Linked DNA regions of Ovis aries: region 2 is linked to region 1. A link is a contact called in public Hi-C data. All regions are on one chromosome and are shown on one strand. Each heading gives the region's core, a stretch centred on a gene start, on an enhancer-like site or on the middle of the called end of the contact. The rest is flanking DNA. Distances are from core to core; before and after follow the strand shown. Region 1 holds the start of CD81 (CD81 molecule). Region 2 overlaps ASCL2 (achaete-scute family bHLH transcription factor 2).

Region 1 (5,342 bases), core at 1,374-3,873:
GAGACCGTATTTTTGTGGGTGTATGTGTGAGAGACCATATGTGTGGAGAGCCCGTGTGTGTGTGAGCTCGTGTGTGTGTGTGAGCTCGTGTGTGTGTGAGAGCCCGTGTGTGTGAGCCTGTGTGAGAGCCCATGGGGTGTGTGTGTGTGCAAGAGCCCGTGTGTGTGTAAGCCTGTGTGTGTGTGAGAGTCCGTGTGTGTCTGTGTGCGTGCACGCGAGCGCTGGCATGTGGGGGCGGGCTCCTTCCAGGACCCCATGCCAGCAGGCCCGTGCAGCGCCTCCCACGGGGACGGCTTTACTCTCTGCAAGAAACTTGCGAAAGTGCCCAAAGTGCCCGGATCGGATCCAGATCAGCAGCCTCCACCTCCCAGCCTGGCGCGGGTCGGGCTGGCCCTGCAGGGTGCTCCAGGCCCCCAAGTGCCAGAAGCCCCCTCCCCGAGTCACGGCCTACACCTGCCCAGGAGAGCGGTCTCCCCTGAGGCCACCATACCCAGCACCCAGCTCCTAAACTAACAGGACCCCCAGTTCAGAAGGGGGGGGCCAGGACCAGGCCAGCAGGCTCCACCGGGGCCCAGGCCCTGGCTCCACACTCTTGGCTGGGGGTGGGGGTGCAGAGAGGGGCTCCCCGCTCCCCACCACGGGTGGGTGGGGCCTCCGTGCCCTGGAAGCTAACTTCTCAGAGCTCTGAAGGGCCTGCCCAGGGAGGGGAGGGGAAACAATTCCTCGGGCCTGAATAGAGTGGCCCCAGGGGAAGTGTCAGGCCTCCACCCCCGCTGCCTGGGAAACCTGGGAAATTACCAGAGGCAGCTGGGAGGAGCTGGGGGTGGGGGGAGTCTGCAGGGAGACCTCCCAGGCCGCGAGGTGGGAGGGGCTTCTCCGGGAAGCTCCGTCTTCTTCCTTGACCACCACCTCCCACCCGGGCCCTCCCAAGCTCCGCACTCAGGGGAAAAGCGTGAAGGCCGCTGGGAGAGGGGGTCTGGTTGACACCCCTTGCCAAGGCCAAAGCAGGCGATTACTAAATCAACACCAAGGCTAGCCCCTCAGCAAAGGTTGCCAAGGCCCCTGGCCCATCCTGCCAGCCTCCCTGCTCCCACCCTCAGGGCAGAGGCTGAAGGCCCTGGGCCCCCACGGGTGCCCCTGCAGGCAGGATGTCACACCTCCACCCCAAGTCCAGTCTCTGCCCTCCCCAGCCAACACCTCAGGGTCCCGGGACCGGACCCCGGGCCGTCCGGAGGGCAAACAGAGGTCTCCAGGCCCACACGGTTCTCCAGGAGCCATTTTAAAACTTTAGCCTCCCCATGTCGACTTGACATCCAGCAGACAGTCCTCGTCCTCCCGGCAAGGGCTGAGCAGCCTGGGGCGGTGGAGAAGCAATGAGGGGCCAGGAGGTGGCCCAGGTCCCTGCCCTGGGACCCCAGAGGGGTGGCAGCACACAGCTGCCAGAGGGGCTCCCGACGCCCATGCCTGGGGGCCGCCGGGACAGCAAAAGAGCTCCACGCCCCTAATTCCAGCACCAACAGGAAATGCAAACAAAAGCCAAAGCTTCACCGGCACCAGCCAGCAGTTAAGGCTCATCAGGAAACACAACCCAGGCTGGCCGCCCAGAGGCCCCAGGAGACCCTCCAGCACCCCTCAGACGTCTCACCTGTGGGCACCTCTTTCCAAGCCCCGAGATGGGCATCCACCCCGCCCCAGCACCCTCAGGCTCGGAGTCGCCCCGCTCTCCGGGCCCTGCCTGTGCCAGCTCGGAACACCGCTCAGCCCCTCGCCCCTCACAGCCTCTGCAGCGCCCCAGGGCGGGGAGGGGCTGGAATCTACCTCTGGGTGACGAGGCTCGGCCCCCCCAACTGGGGACACCACTATGCGCACACTGGCCCGCGGGCCACCCGGGTCCAGGGCGCTTCTTGTTTGCGCTCTGCCCGGGCACGGACCCCCAAACCGACCCCCAGGGTGGCGACAGTAAACAGGAGGGTGAACTGAGCCGGGCCCAGAGTCGGGTGGACCGTCCCCAGGACTAAGGCAAACTGCAGCGCGCCACCCCACCTCCCCCCGCCCGCCCGCTCGCCAGCCACTGCGCCGGGCCGGGCCGCCCATCTAGGGGCGGTGGCCCTGATGAGCTCATGGGGGCGGGGCGACTCAAGCCCCGCCCTCGAGCCCCTCTTTCCCCCAGAAGCAGGGTGGCCCCAGAAACAGCGGTCCGGAGAACTAAGCAGTAGCCGGGCGCTGGGCTCGGGACGCGCACCCACCGCACCACCACCATCACCAGCCGGGAACTGACCCCGGGTCCGCGAAGGGCCCGGCGGCGCGGTTCTGGGTCCCGACGCGCAGAGGCCCGAAACCCGTCTTAGAGCCTCCAAACCCGCCGTCGAGGGACGCGGCGGCCCCGGACGACCCCCACCTTCGCGACTCGCCGGCCTAGGCCCTCCCACCCAGCCAGACTGGGCGCACACAGGTGGCCCCGCAACTTGGCGGCCCGGCTGCGCCCCCTTGACGGGGCCCAGCCGAGCGCGCGGCCTGCCGGGCTCGGGGAGTGCCCTCCCACCCCGGGGCAGGCTCACCCAGAAGACGAAATTGAAGACGAAGAGCAGGTATTTGATGCACTTGGTGCAGCCCTCTACCCCCATGGCGGCGCGGGCGGCGGGCGGCCTGCGGGGCGCGTGCCTGTCCTGGGTGTCGGGTGCGGGGCCTGGGGGCCTGGAGAGCGGCTGGGGGCCTGGCGGGCAGCTGGGGTGCGCAGACGGAAGGCGCGGGTCAGGCGCGGACGAGGGGCGCGGAGGGACGCGGACGCGGCGAGCTGGAGGCCTGGCCGGGACGCGCCTGAGTCTTCGCAGCCACTGCGCGCTCACTCTGAGCTCGGGCGCGCGCCCCGCTCCGGTATTTATAGGGCGCCGAAGCCACGCCCACAGTCTCCGCCCCGAGGCCCCGCCCCCGCCCCTGCTGCTGGAGCGCGGAGTGGACGCAGCCCCAGCCCGCAGCCTGGCTCCCGGGGAAGGGGCGCACGACCCTCCCCCTGTGGCTCGCACACTTCGGGGTGTCAGATACGACAGTCAGGACGCAGGGGCCTGGGCGCGCAGTGCCAGGAGCCGCACGCATCCCTGGGCTGCGGGCACGCTCAATTCCCCGAAGGGCCGCGCGGGAGGACTGGCCTGCAGCCAGGGAAGACTCACTTCCCCTCCTCCAGGCTCCTGGGGACGATCCTAGAAGGCGCCATGGAGGAGGTGATGCACCGGCCAACAGCTAAGCGCAGACAGCAGCGCGCTTTGTTCACAGCGCTTTTCGGGACAGAAAGCCGGGTCGGGTTGGCAGTGAGGCCACCGTGGAGGAGGCCCTGGCGTGAAGATCATAGAAGCCGAGTCTAGGCCGCTGGGCCCTTGCCCCATGGAAACGGGGAATCGCTGAGGGCTGGTAGAGGAGTCTGTGCTGGAAAGGTCACAGAGAGAGTGTCCCCGGCCAGTGTTGCGTCCAAGAGGCCCAGGCCACCTCTGGAACATGCAGCGTGTTTCACACACACCCTGGTGGTGCCAGTACCCACAGCCCTGCTGTCTCCTGAGTTCCCTGCTGCCCTCACTGCCTGAGCTAACCAGGGGGCAAAGAGGTGATTCGTCAAGCTTTCTGCCCAGGTGACCGCAGCTGGAGAGACAGGGGCTCTGCCTCTGCGGTCACCCTGGCACGAGTAACTACTGACCGCTTGAAACGTGGCCAGCGCCACCGCCTGGGGCTGACTGATTTTGCTCATGGTGCAGGGGTTTGCATTTCAGTAGCGGAAGAAGGCCAGTGGCTACTGTGTCGTATCCATCGATACTGTGTCGTATCCATCGAGAGGCTCTGCTAGTCCTTTCTCGGCGGTTTATTTAAAAATTTGTTTCAGCTTCACGCTTCTGGAAGAGCCAGGAGCGCAGGTGTGGGGTTTGTGCGTGATGAAGGTTATAACCAAAAGAAGTAATGTCTTTGAGGGGTCTGCCTGGATTCTTTTTGCTGACCAGGAGGCAGAACAGGGCTTCAGTTTGAAGAGTCACTTGTCTAGGTGGTTTCCCTGGTGCCTCAGATGGTTAAGAATCTGCCTGCAATGTGGGAGACCTGGGTTCAATCCCTGGGTTGGGAAGATCCCCTGGAGAAGGGAACAGCAACCCACTCCAGTGTTCTTGCCTGGAGAATTCCATGGACAGAGACTGCTGGAAACCGCAGTCTGAGGACAGGAGGAGGTGCCAGGAGTCCATGAGGTCACAAAGAGTCGGACACGACTCAGCAACTAACACTTTCACTTTTGTCTAGGTGCCCTGGGCACCCTGTCCTCCCATCCTCTCCCTGCAGTGATGCAGACATTCCCTGCCAACGTTGTGGGCTGTCTCTTCCCTGGGCCTTCTAGGAAGGGGGTGGTGGGGAAGAGAGCCCAAGCTCAGGGAGCCGCAGAACCGTGTGCCTGCGTCCTTGGGCCGCCACCCCGCTTCTTCTGTCTGCTGCTTCAGTCCTGCGGGTGCCAACTATGTGCCAGGCGCTGTGAGCAGCTGGACAGCCAGGCCCCCTTCGCTTGAGGACCTCAGGCCCTGGTGAGGGCCACAGATGCCACCCCACGGTGGTCATGGCAGTGCTGGGAAGGGACACTGTTCGGAGGATGCTGGATGGAAAGCCACTGGGGGCTGGGGGGCGCTCCTACTTGGGGTTCCAGGAGAAGTCAGTGATGGAGCCAGCCCTGTGGGGTGCTTTTGTTGTTCAGCCGCTAGGGCTAAATCATGTCCGACTCTGCAACCCCATGGACGGCAGCACACCAGGCTTCCCAGTCCTGCGCTATCTCCCAGAATTTGCTCAAACTCATGTCCATTGAGTCAATGATGTTATCCTACCATCTCATCCTCTGTCACCCCCTCTTATCCTGTCCTCAATCTCTCCCAGCATCAGGGTCTCTTCCAATGAATCAGTTCTTCGCATCAGGTGGCCAAAGTATTGGAGCTTCAGCTTCAGCCCTTCCAATGAGTATTCAGGGTTGACTGAATGAATTAATCCAATTCAATCCGATGTATATTTAGGATTGACTAGTTTGCTCTGCTTGCAGTCCAAGAGACTCTCAAGAGTCTTCTCCAGCACCACAGTTTGAAAGCATCAGTTCTTCAGCGCTCAGCCTTCTTTATGGTTCACCTCTCACATGCGTACATGACTCCTGGAAAAACCAGAGCTTTGACTAGACAGACCTTTGTTGGGGTATTGAGGGGAGCGTTTCAGGCAGAGGGGGAGGTTGGAAACAGGAAGCTACTGGGTGTAGCAGAAGAATGTGGGGAAAGGGCTAGACTCTAAGGTCTGAGGTGGGGGCTGGTGGTGAGGTCAGGGTGAGGCCGGCTCTTGGTCCT
Region 2 (5,508 bases), core at 119-2,618, 40 kb after region 1:
GGGACCGGCTGGTGCCCCCCAACACGGGGGAGGCTGCCTACTTTCCTGCGTCCACAGTTCAGTGCCAGCCTCCCCAGGAAACACTACCCCCGCAGCCGCCCCTGAAGTCACGTCCCCTCCGGCGGGTCATGCCGGCACACTGCTGAACACGGCCCTCCCGCCACGGGAAGGGCAGCGGCGGCTCCACCGGCCGCCCGCGCCCTGCATTTGGATGCCCGGTGCCTGCGCCCGCACTTCCCTTATTCACCAACCTAACGCCGTGCTGCTGGGCTAGCTCTTCCCGGATCCCTGTTTCTGGGCAAGGACCTGGCCTTACAGAAAGAGGAGCAAGGCAAGCGGAGGTGCCCTGGGCTCCCCGAGAGCCTCCCCGTACCCGGCTCCTCAAGGAGGAGACCCCATGGGACGGCGGCCTAGCCCTGGCATCGTTTAGGGCCGCGGCGGGGGCAGCGGGGTGACAGTTGCCCTGTGTCCTCTGGACATGCTAGCCGATGCCGCCATCTCCCCCAAATCAGGATGCACGGCGGCGGAGGCCGCGGGCGGGGAGGGCCGCTTCCTGTGACTAGAATGAATGGGCTGCTCACATCCTGCCTCTCGCCCCTGTCGGTCCCTGCTCACCTGGTTTTCAGTCCCAGCAAAGGGATGCTTTGAGCAAAACAATGGTGACGTCGAGTTGGAAGGGGGAGAGTCTCCACCTGGCCCACCAGGGGCTCCTCGGCCAGTGGACTAAGGGGCCCCGAAGGGGGCCGCGGTGATGGGGTCAAGGGGAAATGGGGTCCTGCTCCTGAGTGAGGGCGGGGTGAGGGGGTGATGAGGGTTCATGGCAGAGGTCACCACCGGGAGGACGCCTTCGTTCCCAGCACCCTCCCCACGAAGAGCGGCCCGGCAGCAGGGGAAGCCGGTGAGAGGCCCAGACGGGGGTGGGCGTGGGAGGGGGGCATGCGGCGGCCGCAGCTTCCGGCGCAGACCCTTCTCCTGCGCGCTCATATCCGATTCTAGATTCTACGAACTCTGACCAGGACACACCCCTCCCCTTCCTCTTTGGTTTTCGCCACGCTGCGCGGCCCCTGCACCGCCCGACTGCCAGGGAGGTGTCTGATACCAGCCCATTCCCTCTTCCCACCGCTGCTGGTGCCTTCCTTACAGTTTATTTTGTAAGATGAGAAGAGCAAAACCGGGAGAGGAACACGCCTCCCCAGAGGCCTTGGACGGTTACCAAACCCAGAACCGCGGAACCGCCCCACCAGCTTCCGGCGGGGAAGCGCTTCTGTCCCTGGGGAGCCGTCTTGTTCTGGGAGGTGTACTGCGGAGTGTGTGTGACTGCAGGCAGCGGGCATTGGTCACTTTGTCCGGGTTCGGCTGCACCTGACAGACGCTGCTCCTTACTGGGGAGGAAGCAGACTCTGCAGGTTTCGGTGGGGCGGGGCTGCACCCCCTTGGTAGAAGCTCAACAGGCCGTGTTTCCTTCTTTGGCAGCTACGACGGGGCCCCAGAGCTGGGCTGGGCCAGTCTGGTGTCCCGCCCAGGGCTCTGGGGCTTGAGCCGAGGATGCCAGTCGGCAGGTGGTCGGGTGGTGGGCACAGGGGCGGCCACAGGCAGGATTTCTCAGACGCACCCCCGGGGCCGTGCGCATGGCGTCACTACATGAGTGATTTCTCCCGTCAACAGGGAAGTCACCCGGTTGGCCTCACGTATGCACCTGGGCCTGCAGATAGTCCTGCTTGGAGGGTCAGAGGGGAGCTGGAGCCCTCCTGCCTGGGACGTGAGCATGGGGGGCCATATGAGAGGGGAAGTGGTCTCCGGAGACAAGCAGCCCGCGGGGGCGGCCTCAGTCCTGACGCTGTGCAGAACTGAACTGTCCCCAGTCTGCCCGAGCCTGCCTCGGATCCTTCCATCTCCCCAGAGCCTGGGCGTAGGGGGCCAGGGAGCCCTGCCAAGCCCGCCCTCTACTCCCTCTGCCCGCACTCTCAGCCCCCAGCCTCTCCCCAGAGTCTGCGGCTGACCCCCGCTCCCCCAACCCCCGTCTGCTTCAGTGGAGGTGCTGGTCTGGTCAAGCCTCCTCTCCCCCCACCCCCACCACGTGGAGGGAGACAGCTCCTCCCCCCCCAACGAGGGTCACATGCGAGTTGAGACCGCAGCATCTCCGCTTCCGTGGGTAGGCGGGTGGGTGTCCCGGAGCAGCAGAAGCTGACCCGAGTGTCTGCTTGGACTCAGACGGCCCCCGGAAGCGTCCGCTTTGGACGGGCGCTGAGACGGGGAGCCCTCCTGTATGCGTCCATAGACTCTGGGCTCCTGGGGAGGGCAGCTGCGGGCCCTGAGGGGCAGAGGGATGGTGAGGACGCAGAGGGGCTGGGCCCGGAGGGCAAGCAGGTGCCCAGAGTAGAGGGGCCGGGTCAATGGTGGAGGAGCCCGCAGCGTGGCTGGAGGCAGGGGGCTGTCCTGGGGGCCCCAGAGATGCCGCTGTTAGACCTGGGGTCTGTGGGGGCGGGCAGGGGGCAGAGCCTGCCTGGCGGAGAGCTTGCTGCCCCCCAAGCGCCTCCTCTAGGATATCAGCCTGGGCCCTCGATCCAGGGGCCCCACAGCTGGGCAGAGGCGGGAGCGGGAAGGGGTGGTGCTCTCGCCCCCCCACCCCCACCCCGCCCGCACCTGCAGGCCCGTAGGACCCTTCTGGGGAGGTGGCGGTGGGGACGGGTGGTAGGCGGGCCTACCGTTGGCTCACGGAGTATCTGCCCGAGCGGATGCTGAACCAGATGAAGGAGCTAAGCAGCATTGCGTACACCTGGTGGGGCGGGGCAGAGCACGTGTCCCAGCAGCTCTGGGGGCTCACCCCCACCCCTGGGGGAAGGGAGTCGGGGAGGCCCCGTCACGCCCAGGCCTGCTCTTCCCTGGTCCCCGTGCAGGGTGAGCCCTGCGGGTCCCCAGGACCCTGGGGGTGGGGGCCGCGGGTGTCGGTGAGAGCTACCGTGAAGGCGAGGCCCAGGCCGATCAGGGTGGAGACGACGTTCCCCTGCGCCCTCAGGAAGCTCTGGATCCCCTGCAGGCAGTCCTGGGCAGAGGACAGCGTGTGGGCCCAGCCCGCCCCTGCCGGCCGGGGCTCGGCGCCTCTGCAGGGGCGTGGGGCCGCAGCGGCCACTGGGACCCAGGCTAGGGGTGCCGCCTGTCCCGGGACAACCGCCCCGGGCTCCGGACAGGTGCTGAAAACAGCAAAGACGCTAGGATGGAAGCTGCCTCTGTGCGGATGATGGGCTCCAGAGGCCCAGCGGGGCCTGCCTCTGAGTGGCCCCTGAGCGTGGTGTTGGGCTGTGTGTCTGTCCCTCCAGGGCAGGCCGAGTCCCAGTTACTCCGGGTCCCAGGTACCCCACTGAGGGTGAGGAAAGGGCACTGGCTAACAGGGAGGGGCGTTCTTGCTGCATCCGGAACCTCCGCGGCCTCCCCAGGGCATGGTGTCCACCGAGGCACCTTGTCTCCAGGGAAGAGGGAGGGGAGGGGCCCGCCCCTGCTCTGAACCACTCAGAGGCGGCCTTCGGCTCTGGGGAAGGACTTGGCGTTTGGGGGCAGGCTGGGGCAGGGGGTGCGGTGGGGCAGGCAGGGTTGGGTTCTGAAGCCCGAGGTTGAGGGGAGAGGACGCCGGCTTGGTGTCTGTCTATCCATCTGCCCCTGAATCCCTTTGACAAACTCTCATCCCCGCCCCCACGGCTGCACTTCCTCTTGGAAGGCGACCGGGGGTCCGCCCTCCTGCCCCCTCCCTCAGGAGTCCCTCCCCACAAGGCCTTCACTGTCTCCCATGTCACCTGCCATCTCAGAAGGTGCAAGAAGCTGGCCTTCACCCCCACATTGTAGGCGAGGACCTGGGGCCTCCCCCATCCCTCCTCTGCCCTCACCACTCCTCCCACCCCCCACAGCACCAGGGCCCAGGGCGCTGTGTTGGCTCCATCTGGGCTGGGCCTCCAGCCATTTGCATCCTCCTGTCTGTTTCTTGGAGGGTGGCCAGGAGCCTCTTGCCAGAGATGGGGTGAGTTTGTTCCTGACCGGTGGGGGAAGGGAGCCAGGGGTTGCGGGGAGGGGAGGCCACTGTCATCGGGAAGAAGAGGCTCCCTGCCTCCGAAGCCCTTGTGGCCAGATTCAGGCCCAGGCTGACCTTCCAGGAAATGTCCTTCCGGCTTCAGGGACCCCGGCACAGGCGGAGCTGTCCACCGTGCTCTGCGGGCGCTCGGCACAGCTCAGCCCCTGGGTCTCCTACCTTCCCCTGCCCTTCTAGGGGGTTCTGACGGGAGGGTCTCAGTCCCCGAAGCTGGGAGCTGTGCGAACGAGTGAGCACCCGGGCCCAGCCTGGGCAAGTGAACCCAGCCCAGGCCAGCCGCCTCCCTGGGATGGTCTGGGGGGCCAGTGGGTGGGTGTCGCCCTACTCTGGGGCTGAGGCCCCAGGGATGGCGGCGGGCCCCTCCTCTCACCTGTCTGGCAGCCTCCTCCCCCTGACACAGGCCAGCTTCTGAGCCCTCCAGGAGCCCGAGGGGTGAGCGCTTGCCGCAGCACCGGAACTGCAGGGGCGGAAGAGGGAGGCGGTTTGCCCTGAGAACCCCAGGGGCAGAGGGGAAACTGAGGCACGACGTCCTCCCCCCCGCCCTGCCCCTGGCCAGGACGGGAGCTCAGGGCCGGGCGGCTGGCTCTGTAGGGGGCACCCAGCTCCCAGCAGCATGGCCTCCAGCTGGAAGTTCACGTGTGGACGCGGGCTCTCGCACTCTGCTCCAGCCCTGCGGACTCAGAAGCCGGGCCTCCCAGGGCGGAGGAAGACAGGCGCGCTCTGCCCTGCGCCTTGCCCCGCCGTGGCATCCGTGACCCGGGCCCTCAGCTCTGCACCCGGCCAGCTGGCTCTGGGGGGCTGCTCCCTTGTGGCCCTTTTCTGGATGGCAGGCCGCCCCCGCAGGCTCACCGTGTCCTGGATGGCCACCAGCTCCTGCCGCCCGCTTCCGGACACGCTCCTCAGCGCCCGCTCATAGGCCCGGTCGTAGGCGTCGAGCACTGCGTCCTCCACCTGTGCAGAGGGCACCGGAAGGCCGTGCTGGTGAAGCTCACATTCCTGACGGACCCCCCGACGACCCTCAGGTGCTGAGCGGTGCTCAACCGGCCTCCTCCTCTTGCTCCCTCGGGACTGGGCCCCCCAGGAGCAGGGCCTGCATCCCCCAGGTGCTGGTCACAGGGGTTCCCATGCTCCAGCTGTGGGGACCTTTCCCCAAGAATGACTGTTGATGCCACTCTCGCTCCTGGGGGTCCTGCAGGGTAAACCAGCTGTTGTCTTACGGTGGGAGGAGGGCCTGGCCTAAGTGTCCACCTGCTTCTGTTGATCTGAATATGGACAGTGGGGAGGGAGAGCGGCCTGGGGGAGATGGCCAGGGGCCGCCTCGTGCCAGAGTTCAGCTCACAGGGATGCTCCGGGTATTCCCCCAGAACCATCCGGTACGTTCCAGAAAGCCCAGGCAGCCGGGGTCCAGGAAAGGCCTAAGAGCCCAGGGC

The links. Hi-C and Micro-C count contacts between places; a contact is called where the count stands out from the background.
Region 2: a Hi-C map of tail adipose tissue shows a contact between it and region 1, with 2.0 times the contacts expected there. The contact joins the enhancer-like site here to the promoter of CD81 in region 1. A contact is called at or near these places in 7 of 16 Hi-C or Micro-C datasets (blood, hypothalamus, liver and 3 more).

The regions. Positions count from the first base shown.
Region 1 is chr21:45,591,571-45,596,912 of ARS-UI_Ramb_v3.0, forward strand. CD81 (CD81 molecule) reads right to left here and starts at 2,624. Exons shown (of 8, transcript NM_001127281.1): 1 at 2,559-2,624. The coding sequence starts at 2,624.
Region 2 is chr21:45,633,148-45,638,655 of ARS-UI_Ramb_v3.0, forward strand. It overlaps ASCL2 (achaete-scute family bHLH transcription factor 2), which reads left to right. Exons shown (of 9, transcript XM_060404149.1): 5 at 3,900-5,100. TSPAN32 (tetraspanin 32) reads right to left here. Exons shown (of 8, transcript XM_060404147.1): 4 at 4,928-5,029; 5 at 4,449-4,535; 6 at 2,960-3,043; 7 at 2,706-2,776; 8 at 1,130-2,311. The coding sequence ends at 2,113. Among named protein-coding and RNA genes, the nearest start is that of TSPAN32, 17 kb to the right of the region's middle. Within about 2 kb of position 1,369, at least 22 of the 54 cell types and tissues checked have an H3K27ac peak or open chromatin away from gene starts, as enhancers often do. A contact at or near this core is called in liver and tail adipose tissue, where this site is marked.